3 separate regions of the Mus musculus genome follow, and all the other regions are linked to region 1. Evidence: chromatin contacts called from public HiChIP or PLAC-seq and capture Hi-C data. All regions are on one chromosome and are shown on one strand. The core of a region is the stretch at or near the end of the contact, and the rest is flanking DNA. Distances in the headings are between cores, read along the strand shown.

Evidence for each region. HiChIP or PLAC-seq counts read pairs in DNA pulled down with a chosen protein or histone mark. Capture Hi-C pulls out chosen DNA fragments and counts their contacts.
Region 2: an H3K4me3 HiChIP or PLAC-seq map of stem cell-derived neural progenitor cells shows a contact between it and region 1, with 6 times the contacts expected there. The contact joins the promoter of Cir1 here to the enhancer-like site in region 1. A contact is called at or near these places in 5 of 39 promoter capture datasets (cranial neural crest, frontonasal cranial neural crest, maxillary cranial neural crest and 2 more) and 10 of 115 datasets of contacts at active chromatin or transcription factors (embryonic forebrain, embryonic hindbrain, embryonic limb bud and 4 more).
Region 3: a contact with region 1 is called in a capture Hi-C map of embryonic stem cells, with 13 times the contacts expected there. The contact joins two enhancer-like sites. A contact is called at or near these places in 5 of 39 promoter capture datasets (the HPC-7 cell line, cranial neural crest, frontonasal cranial neural crest and 2 more), 3 of 484 Hi-C or Micro-C datasets (embryonic stem cells, pre-B cells and pro-B cells), 1 of 115 datasets of contacts at active chromatin or transcription factors (embryonic stem cells) and 1 of 9 other capture datasets (embryonic stem cells).

Annotation. Positions count from the first base shown.
Region 1 is chr2:72,234,019-72,236,718 of GRCm38.p6, forward strand. Rapgef4 (Rap guanine nucleotide exchange factor (GEF) 4) reads left to right here. Exons shown (of 31, transcript NM_001204165.1): 24 at 59-184; 25 at 590-768. Among named protein-coding and RNA genes, the nearest start is that of Map3k20, 50 kb to the right of the region's middle. Within about 2 kb of position 1,398, at least 65 of the 459 cell types and tissues checked have an H3K27ac peak or open chromatin away from gene starts, as enhancers often do. A contact at or near this core is called in stem cell-derived neural progenitor cells, where this site is marked.
Region 2 is chr2:73,311,335-73,314,034 of GRCm38.p6, forward strand. It overlaps Cir1 (corepressor interacting with RBPJ, 1), which reads right to left and starts at 1,258. Exons shown (of 10, transcript NM_025854.3): 1 at 1,083-1,258. The coding sequence starts at 1,154. Scrn3 (secernin 3) reads left to right here and starts at 1,318. Exons shown (of 8, transcript NM_029022.1): 1 at 1,318-1,379.
Region 3 is chr2:73,427,794-73,430,564 of GRCm38.p6, forward strand. It overlaps Wipf1 (WAS/WASL interacting protein family, member 1), which reads right to left. Exons shown (of 8, transcript NM_153138.4): 8 at 1,817-2,771. Gm13707 (a long non-coding RNA gene) reads left to right here. Exons shown (of 9, transcript XR_866430.3): 8 at 1-10; 9 at 1,129-2,771. Among named protein-coding and RNA genes, the nearest start is that of Gm13707, 42 kb to the left of the region's middle. Within about 2 kb of position 1,493, at least 72 of the 459 cell types and tissues checked have an H3K27ac peak or open chromatin away from gene starts, as enhancers often do.

The DNA.
Region 1 (2,700 bases), core at 148-2,647:
GGCACTGAGTACTGGTCCCTTTGTGGTTCTGATCCAGTTTTTTCACAATCTTTCCCAGACTCCCTTGCCGGAACAGGAAGGCCCGACCACTGGGACAGTGGGAACATTTGAGCTGATGAGCTCGAAAGACCTGGCGTACCAGATGACAACCTACGATTGGGAACTCTTCAACTGTGTGCATGAGGTAAGACGCCCAGCAAGGAGCGTCCATGGGCTCCATAGGATTCTGAGTGAAGCCTGCTGGCCTGACGCCACTCATGTTTCCGTGTGCTACCATATGGAAACCACATGATGGGTTTTGTGCATGCTGAGCTTATAAAACCCGTAAGTATTAAAGAAAAAAAAAATCTCTGTGATGCTATGCTATGTCTTCCAGAGTCTATTAAGCCAATAACACCTAGTTTATATTTATATATTCCACAAGCTTCATGAAAGCCCTTCAAATCTATATGACAAGGTACATCCGGGTTAGCGATTGAATTCACATCTGCTGCTTGATAGAACACTTTCCTGACAAACGGAGGAGCCAGGCTGGCGTTTTGATTTAAAAGCCAACAAATAAGTAAAATTGTTTTCCTTTCTGTTCTAGCTGGAGCTAATCTACCACACATTTGGAAGGCATAATTTTAAAAAGACCACGGCAAACTTGGATTTGTTCCTGAGGAGGTTTAATGAAATTCAGTTTTGGGTTGTCACTGAGGTCTGCCTTTGTTCCCAGCTCAGCAAACGTGTTCAGCTTTTGAAAAAATTTATCAAGATAGCGGCTCAGTAAGTGTCTTTAACTTTGGAGAAAGAATAAAAATGTCCCTGAACTCTGTTCTCATGGAAAACACCTTACAAAGAGAAACGGGTGTAAGAACAACCAGCAGTTGAATTCTTGAAAGAGAAGAATGTCTTCTAGCTTTTTAATAGTTAACATCAATATATAAATTAACATCTTGTAGTACTGATGCTGGAGTCAAAGGGGGGGGTGTGTTTTGCTCTGAACTCTTCAGATTTCCCCCACCCCCACCCCCCTTTGAAGAATGCTATTGAAGTCAACAAAAGTTCCTTTAGAAACTTTGGTTGCAAGGCTCTGGAAGCCGATGTGGCACATAACACGTTCTCACCAGTAGAGGGCAGTAGAACATGCTGGAACAACAGCTCACAGCTCAGGCAGAATAAAATCAGTAAAACGCATACAGGCCAGCTAACCTGGCACTAGGAAATCATCTCCATGCACATCAGAGAAAGCAAACATCTTATAAATATTCTATTTAAAAGCACTTCTTGGGAAACAATTTATTTACTGCAGGGGCCAGTTAGGTTTCTCCCTGACATGAATTTAATCTTCTCCTGCTATTTAGATATGCTTGACAACCTCCTGTTTACTTCCATGTTTTTGGTATCACCACAGTGCTAAAAATAAAAAAGCTAAATGTGGCTTGTGCTGCGAGACTCCTTCCCTTTCTAAATGCAGAGCCCGAGCTCGGGGAGGTTAGGAGAATGAGCGACCCCAGCCAGGCGTTTTCTTGAGCCAAACAGTTCAGATCCCACACACTCTCTTGATTTCCAGAGCTAAACAAAGAAGGGAAAGCGGCTTGGTGTTTTATAGAAGCCAGCTTGCCAAATGCCTTGAGTTGTTTTGCCAGATTTCGAGGAGACAATAGAATACCAGATCCTTTGAATCCAGGAGCTGCTTGCCTTGCCTTTTGGGAAAGCTGGCTGTTTGAAGACAGGTTTGGTGCGGCCACTTTCCCTAGCGGCGCGGTCAGGCGGCCTCTGTGCAGTGAGCAGATGCCTTCATGTGTTTGGAATGAGTGGCTTATGGAAACTATGACAGGGTGAGCTTTCCCATCATAGAGAGCTTGTTCTCTCTTCACCTTAGCCTGCTGGTGCCAAGTGCAGCAGGAAGGAAGAGAGGACCTGCCTGTCAGTTTACAACAGAGCAGGCAACACAGAAAAGGCTCTCAAAACACCCAGGAGTTTGTTTTGTTTGTTTGTTTCTGCCTTTGTAATGTATCCCCTATCTTCCTGACTCTCTGTATTATACAGGTAGACTTGGCCTTTCCTGCAAATCAGCTGACTATTTAGCCATATTCAGCCCTGTGCTGAGGCTGCTGTCCCGCCATGAACCTGTTCACTCAACCCAGTTAGTACAGACTCTAGGCTTTCCTAACCCTGAGTCTACAGGAATAGACAGAAGCCTCTAGACCAGTGGTTTTCAGCCTTTGGGTCTCGATCCGTTTGGGGGTCACATATCAGGAATCTTGCGTATCAGATATTTACATTACAATTCATACAATGATTGTTGTGAAGTAGCAACAGAATAACGTTATGGTCGGAGGTCCCCACAACGTGAGGAACTGTATTAAAGGGTCACAGCATTAGGAAGGTTGAGAGCCACTGAGGTAGACAATAGCATCTGTTTTGCTTGCTGTCTTTAGAAAAGCTGCAGCATTTTCTTTTAAGTTCTTGGCCCAGTCTGGAGCTTAGCAAAATTAAAGAGGCAAAGCTGGGGTAGGTGCTTTAGTCCTGTATTCACAGGAGAAAAAACCGAGACAGGAAGTCATCTCCTGGCTTGCCTTGAATGATAAGCAAAGCTGCAAATGGAGCAGGTCTGCCGCTCTGGATTTATTATCTCCAAGTCACCCACACAAGGCAAAGGCCAGTGATGCAGGTGGAGATGCCGGCCCTTGTTCTGGGAGCCACTACCCTAGC
Region 2 (2,700 bases), core at 8-2,507, 1.1 Mb after region 1:
CACCTGTAATCCCAGCATGCGGGGGTGGGGGTTGGGGGTGGGGGCAGGGGGTTGGAGGCAGAAGGACAAGGAGTTCAGGGCTATCCTCCCTAGACAGCAAGTTTGAAGCCAGCTTAGACTGCAGGAGATCCCACCTCAAATAGAGGCTATGAAACACATAAAGAAATACACTCGTGGGGATTAGGAGTACTACAAAATAAACAGAACAAGACTTTTGGGGTCAAGGAGTAAGGCTGAGATCTGGCAAGCCCTCCCCACTCCCAAGGGACTTAAAAACCTAAGTAACTATATTTGCAGATAACCAGTGTTAGCATTTCTTGCACTTTCTTCCACAGATATCCTAATGTACATGCATGCTAATATATACATTCTTTAGATGTATGGTAATATACAGGACCCACAACTGGTTTGGAAACAAAAGCGAAATATATTCTCATAAGTTTGTGTACTTTTGAGTACTTGAGTACTTTTCTTAACACACAGTGCTAAGCCTTCATTTCGAGTTTCTAGTCATTGGCCATACTATCTCATCTAATCTCCCTAAAATTTTTACAAACTAGGGCAACTGACACTGATAATTCTTGATCAACAGTGTACGAGGCTAATGCTCACATCATTGACTATTTTGTGCGAGGCCTCAGGGCTACATGTAACTGTACTGAACTAAGAATCCAAAGCCCAAGCACTCTCCCGTCGCCATTCTTTGGCGCTGTAATTCTCGCCACGGCCCTTCTGTGTCCAGCAACTGGTTGCCCTGTGATTGTTTAAAACGCTCAACTTGAACGCAGCCATCAGAAACACACTACGGGATGGAGAGTGAGCAGAGGGAGGATTTCTGCCAGAAGATCTCCGTTAAGCAGGAGTCTCGACCCAGAGCAGAGTTCACCGGCTTGGGGCTGTAGGAGACGGATCCTGAACGGACAGTGTTATCAAACCATGCGTGGGTCTCCCCACTGACTGACAGGCGGGACTTGGGGGATCATTCCTGCAAGGGGGAAAGATCGACGACTCCAGCCGTGAGGAGGATACGACCCTCCCAGGGAGCTTAGCAATCTCTGCCCTCTCCGGATGCCTTTACTCACCTTCTTGATGTTGGATTTGGACGCAGGATGGAAGTCCTTCTTACACATGAAATTGGCGAATGACTTCCCCATCTTGGCGTCTGAGTCGGAGAAGCCAACCGCTAGGTCTTCTCGGAACGTAAACAAACTCCCGGAGCTTCACCGGAACTGCTAGGCAAGTTTGGGCGAGAACTTCCGAGGTCGGGAGGATGACTACTTCCGTGGTTTGACGCTTGGCACCGCCCCTCTTGCTCTCTTCCGGCAGTCGCTTCTGGTGGCTGCCGCGGCTTTGGCGGCGTCCGCGCGTGCGCAGCAGAGGTAAGCTTGGGGAACCCCCTGTGCGCGATGCTCGCTCTCTGCGGGGTCGCGAGCGGCGGCGGGCTCTGCTGCGTCAGCTTCGATCCGAGCGCGGTCAGCCCGAACAAGCGAGGTCTCGAGGTTCGAGCCCAGCACTTTCTGGCAACGCCGACTCCAGTTGCAAAAAAATTTTCTTTTGCCGCGCAGTTCCCATGTAGATTAAGTTGTCTCCCGGCAACTGTAGGACGTTTGTGAGCCTCGGAAGATTGGTGTTACCAAAAGCACGGGAATAGACTGTTAGAAGCTCAAGAACCTAGGCTCTTCCTTTCCAATTACTGTTAAGGTTTAATAATAATTATAATAATAATAATAATATTATTATTATTATTATTATCATTATGTATACCTCGCCATGTAGCATTGGTTGCCCTTGAACTAACAGATCCGTCTGCCTTTGCCTTCCCAGGCCTGGGATTAAAGGCCTGCGCCACTACACCCAGCTCCCTTCCGTTATTTCTAGCCATGCAGAAGTTTGCTCAGCAAACATCGTGAATGATGAGAACATGTTAGGGCCAACGACTTTCTCCCTGGGTGCGGGTTTCTTAGCTGTTGCCGCCATCCCAGTTTCGGGTAAGCAAGGCTTAGTCCACTGAGGATAGTCACTTAGTCTGGTGAGGATAAGAATGCCAAGGTACAACGGATGTCAGCTTTCATTTGGGTGTTGGCTGTGTGCCAGTTTTTTGTTTTTTTATCTTGTGTTATTCGTGGCGCGGTCCACGTAACGCTCAATCTTCAATTACAGGCATGCACCACCAAGCTGGGTTTTCACCTTCTAGGTGGTGTTTTAATAATTATTTACTTATTTATTTTAATACTGACGGGCCTGGAAAAAAGGAGAATTAATAGCCTGCCTAAATTATGTGTTGGAGTAGCTAACTTTGGAGCACAGTAAGCAGGAGATCAAGAAATTTAGAGGGGCGACACAAAAGAAAAACTGGTACGTCTTCCCATCTTTGAGATGGAGAAGACCCTTTACTTGTTCCATGGTGAACTTGTTTCTTGAGTCATTTTGAGACATAGGCTAGCTTTAAACTCTAGCTCATCCTGCCGAGTCCTGAGATTGCAGGTGGGCTATCATATCCTGCTTTGCTTTCCTTTCAATAAAACATTTATTGTATTTATATTTTTTATTTTGTTTTAAAATATTTAGGATGCTCCCATATAAAACTATGCTAAGAATTGGTTCTTCCTGTTTGTTTTTTTTCAGGGTTTCTCTGTGTAGCTCTGGGTGTCCTGGAACTCACTCTGTAGGCCAGGGTGGTCTGGAACTCAGAGATCTGCC
Region 3 (2,771 bases), core at 243-2,742, 1.2 Mb after region 1:
TGAGCACCAGGTATGCGCTGTTTTCTCTGATGTTTGTGTATGGATTGTTGTAAGCACTGTACACTGGACGAAGGCAGTGCAGAGGGCTTCAATAACCCATCCATGGCCTCACAGAGGAAGCGCCCAAGTCAGTATCCAAACCTGTGTGTGTGTGTTTGTGTATGGTGTGTATGTACATGTGTGTGAGCACATGTATGTGTGTGTGTGTGTGTGTATGTGCATGTATGTTTGTATATGGTATATATGTATGGTGTGTGTGTGGAGTGTGTGCATGTGTGTGTACATATACACATTTGTGTATGGTGTGGTGTGTTTGTACATGTGTGTATGTGTGCGTGCATGTATGGTTGTATATGGTATGTGTGTATAGTATGTGTGTGTGCATGTGTGTGTATGCACGTACACATTTGTATATGGTGTATGTACATGTGTATATGTAGTATGTGTGTGTGTGGAGTGTGTGTATATATGTATGTGTGTGCACATGCATTTGTATATGGTATCTGTGTACATGTATATGCGTAATTGTGTATGGAGTATGTGCATGTGTGTTTGTGTATGCACAGAGCATCCTGACTCTGTGGACTCTCGATTGGGTGGCTTTCCTTTGCAACAGGAACAGGAACAGGGCAGGGAGGACTTTCACCACTGCACGGTGTGTCTACATGTTTGTAGCATGCCATTTGATGGATGTTAAATTGCCCCTCTGAGAGATGACAGTGACAGGACTGAATGACTTCTAAGAAGGGAGGACACATGGCCTAGTTTGCTGGGGTAGCCTCAGTGGCTACCTGCTGGGCCATGGAAGCTTACCATCGCTTTCCACCCTGAAGTATCCCACTGCAGATGTGAGCTTTAGGGCTGCCCGATCTAGAAGGTTCTTTTTGACTCTTAATCTCTGTGAGTTCAGATTGGACATAATTGACTGGTAACATGAGAGTGACGACTAAACGTGTCTACAGGACCTGGATTGCCTAGAGACAAACCTCAGGGCATGGCTGTCAAGTTTCTAGATAGTTTTGATTAAGGTGGGAAGATCTACCCTACCATCCCAAGGTCTGGGCTTCCCAGACTGAATAGGAAGGAGAAAGCAAGCTGAGAACCAGGATCTGTTCTCTGTGCTTCCAGACTGCAGATACAATGTAACCAGCCTGCGGTGCTTCCTGTGCCACGATGGACCAACCACATCCTCCAGCCGCGGGTGTAGAGTGATGACGGAGGATGATGGAGTTGGTTCCCTGCTGGTGCTCGCGTCCTATAAAAGCCAATCCCTTACGAGCTGATTGCCTTCCATTAAATTTGGGGTCGCTGCATTCATGCTCGCCTCCTGCTGCACACGGCTTCCTTGCTCTGGAAAGTCAGCCGAGTGCTTCACCCTGTCTAACACGTGTTGATGTTGTTAGACGATTCCTCACTCTGTACACACACAGCACAGGGTTAGAGAAATGACTTTGAACAAAGAGATGAGGCCAGGTCTTATGTGCTCATCTGCTGTGCTGTGCGGAGGCGTGCGCATGCAAGGCACACGTGCACCACAGATGACTCAGGAAGCTCTCAGCATTCCTGAGCTCCCAGAGGCTCTCCCAGATCTGTCTCTCCCTCTTCCATCGCTTCCAGGATCCATTTTACTAAGATGCAGTCTCAGTTAAAGACAAGCACCGAGCGATCCTGAGGTGTGATGAATAATGAATATTTATGTCCTTAAAAGGGTTTTGTTGTTGTTGTTTTTGAGTTTGTCTTTACTACCACAGAATAAAACAGGAGGCAGACATTAACTTTTTTGTTTATACGTACACAGACAAGAAAGCCACAAGTCGACACTGTATCATTCTGCTTTTTATTCATTGTCTGGATAATTTACAAACATGCAGGTGTCTATGGTAGATTCTACCCTACCATTTAACTACCCTGATGACACAGATGTCTGTGTCTGTTTACACAGTGCAGTGGTATGAAAAAATTCCTCTACAGCTCCTGCCTATGAACAGGGAAAGTTAAATTTCATACCAAAAGTTTGAGGAGACTTCAATAATCACCCTGTTTCTGGTACTAAAATAACAAAATCGATATTACAAGTTAAAATATAAAGGCCTAACAGTTTTTACAAATATGCAACAAATCCACTACTTAGACATAACAAGTCAATTCTTTTCAGATCACCAGTAAGGCACCATTGGGTTAAATATTTTCTCAGCTTTCAGTAAATAAAATGCATAGTGAAATAGACACAGAACACTGAATTTTAATACTGCAATATATTTCCATATAAAATGATTTGCAAATGTTAAAATACTGCATTGCATCTTAAATACACATAACTGGAAATATTATGGAAAAACATACATGTAAGCTTTGATTTCAGGGAAGAAAATAGACTTTTTTTTTTTAAATGATTTACCATAGGTTAAGCTAAACCCAGAACTTCTCAAGAGTTTTAAATGCAATTGGGTCACTGACTTCCAAAGATAGGATGTAGGTGTATTAATGAAACATTCTTTGCAAAATGCATTCTAAACCTTCTTTATTATGAATGGCAACTTTGAGCTGTGACCCGTCCCTGACTTAGAAATGTACCTGAAAACTGAGATTTATTTACCAGAACTTGTCCAATTTTCACTATCCCTTAAAAAACTGAGACCCACAATCTTTGAGTCCAACCTTTCTCTTCCATACACAGCACAAGGAAGGACCAATTCGACTTTCAGTAAAGTAGGTCATTGAGCGTCTATGAAAAGGATGTTTATCCTAGTGAATATCAGATCAAAGAATTC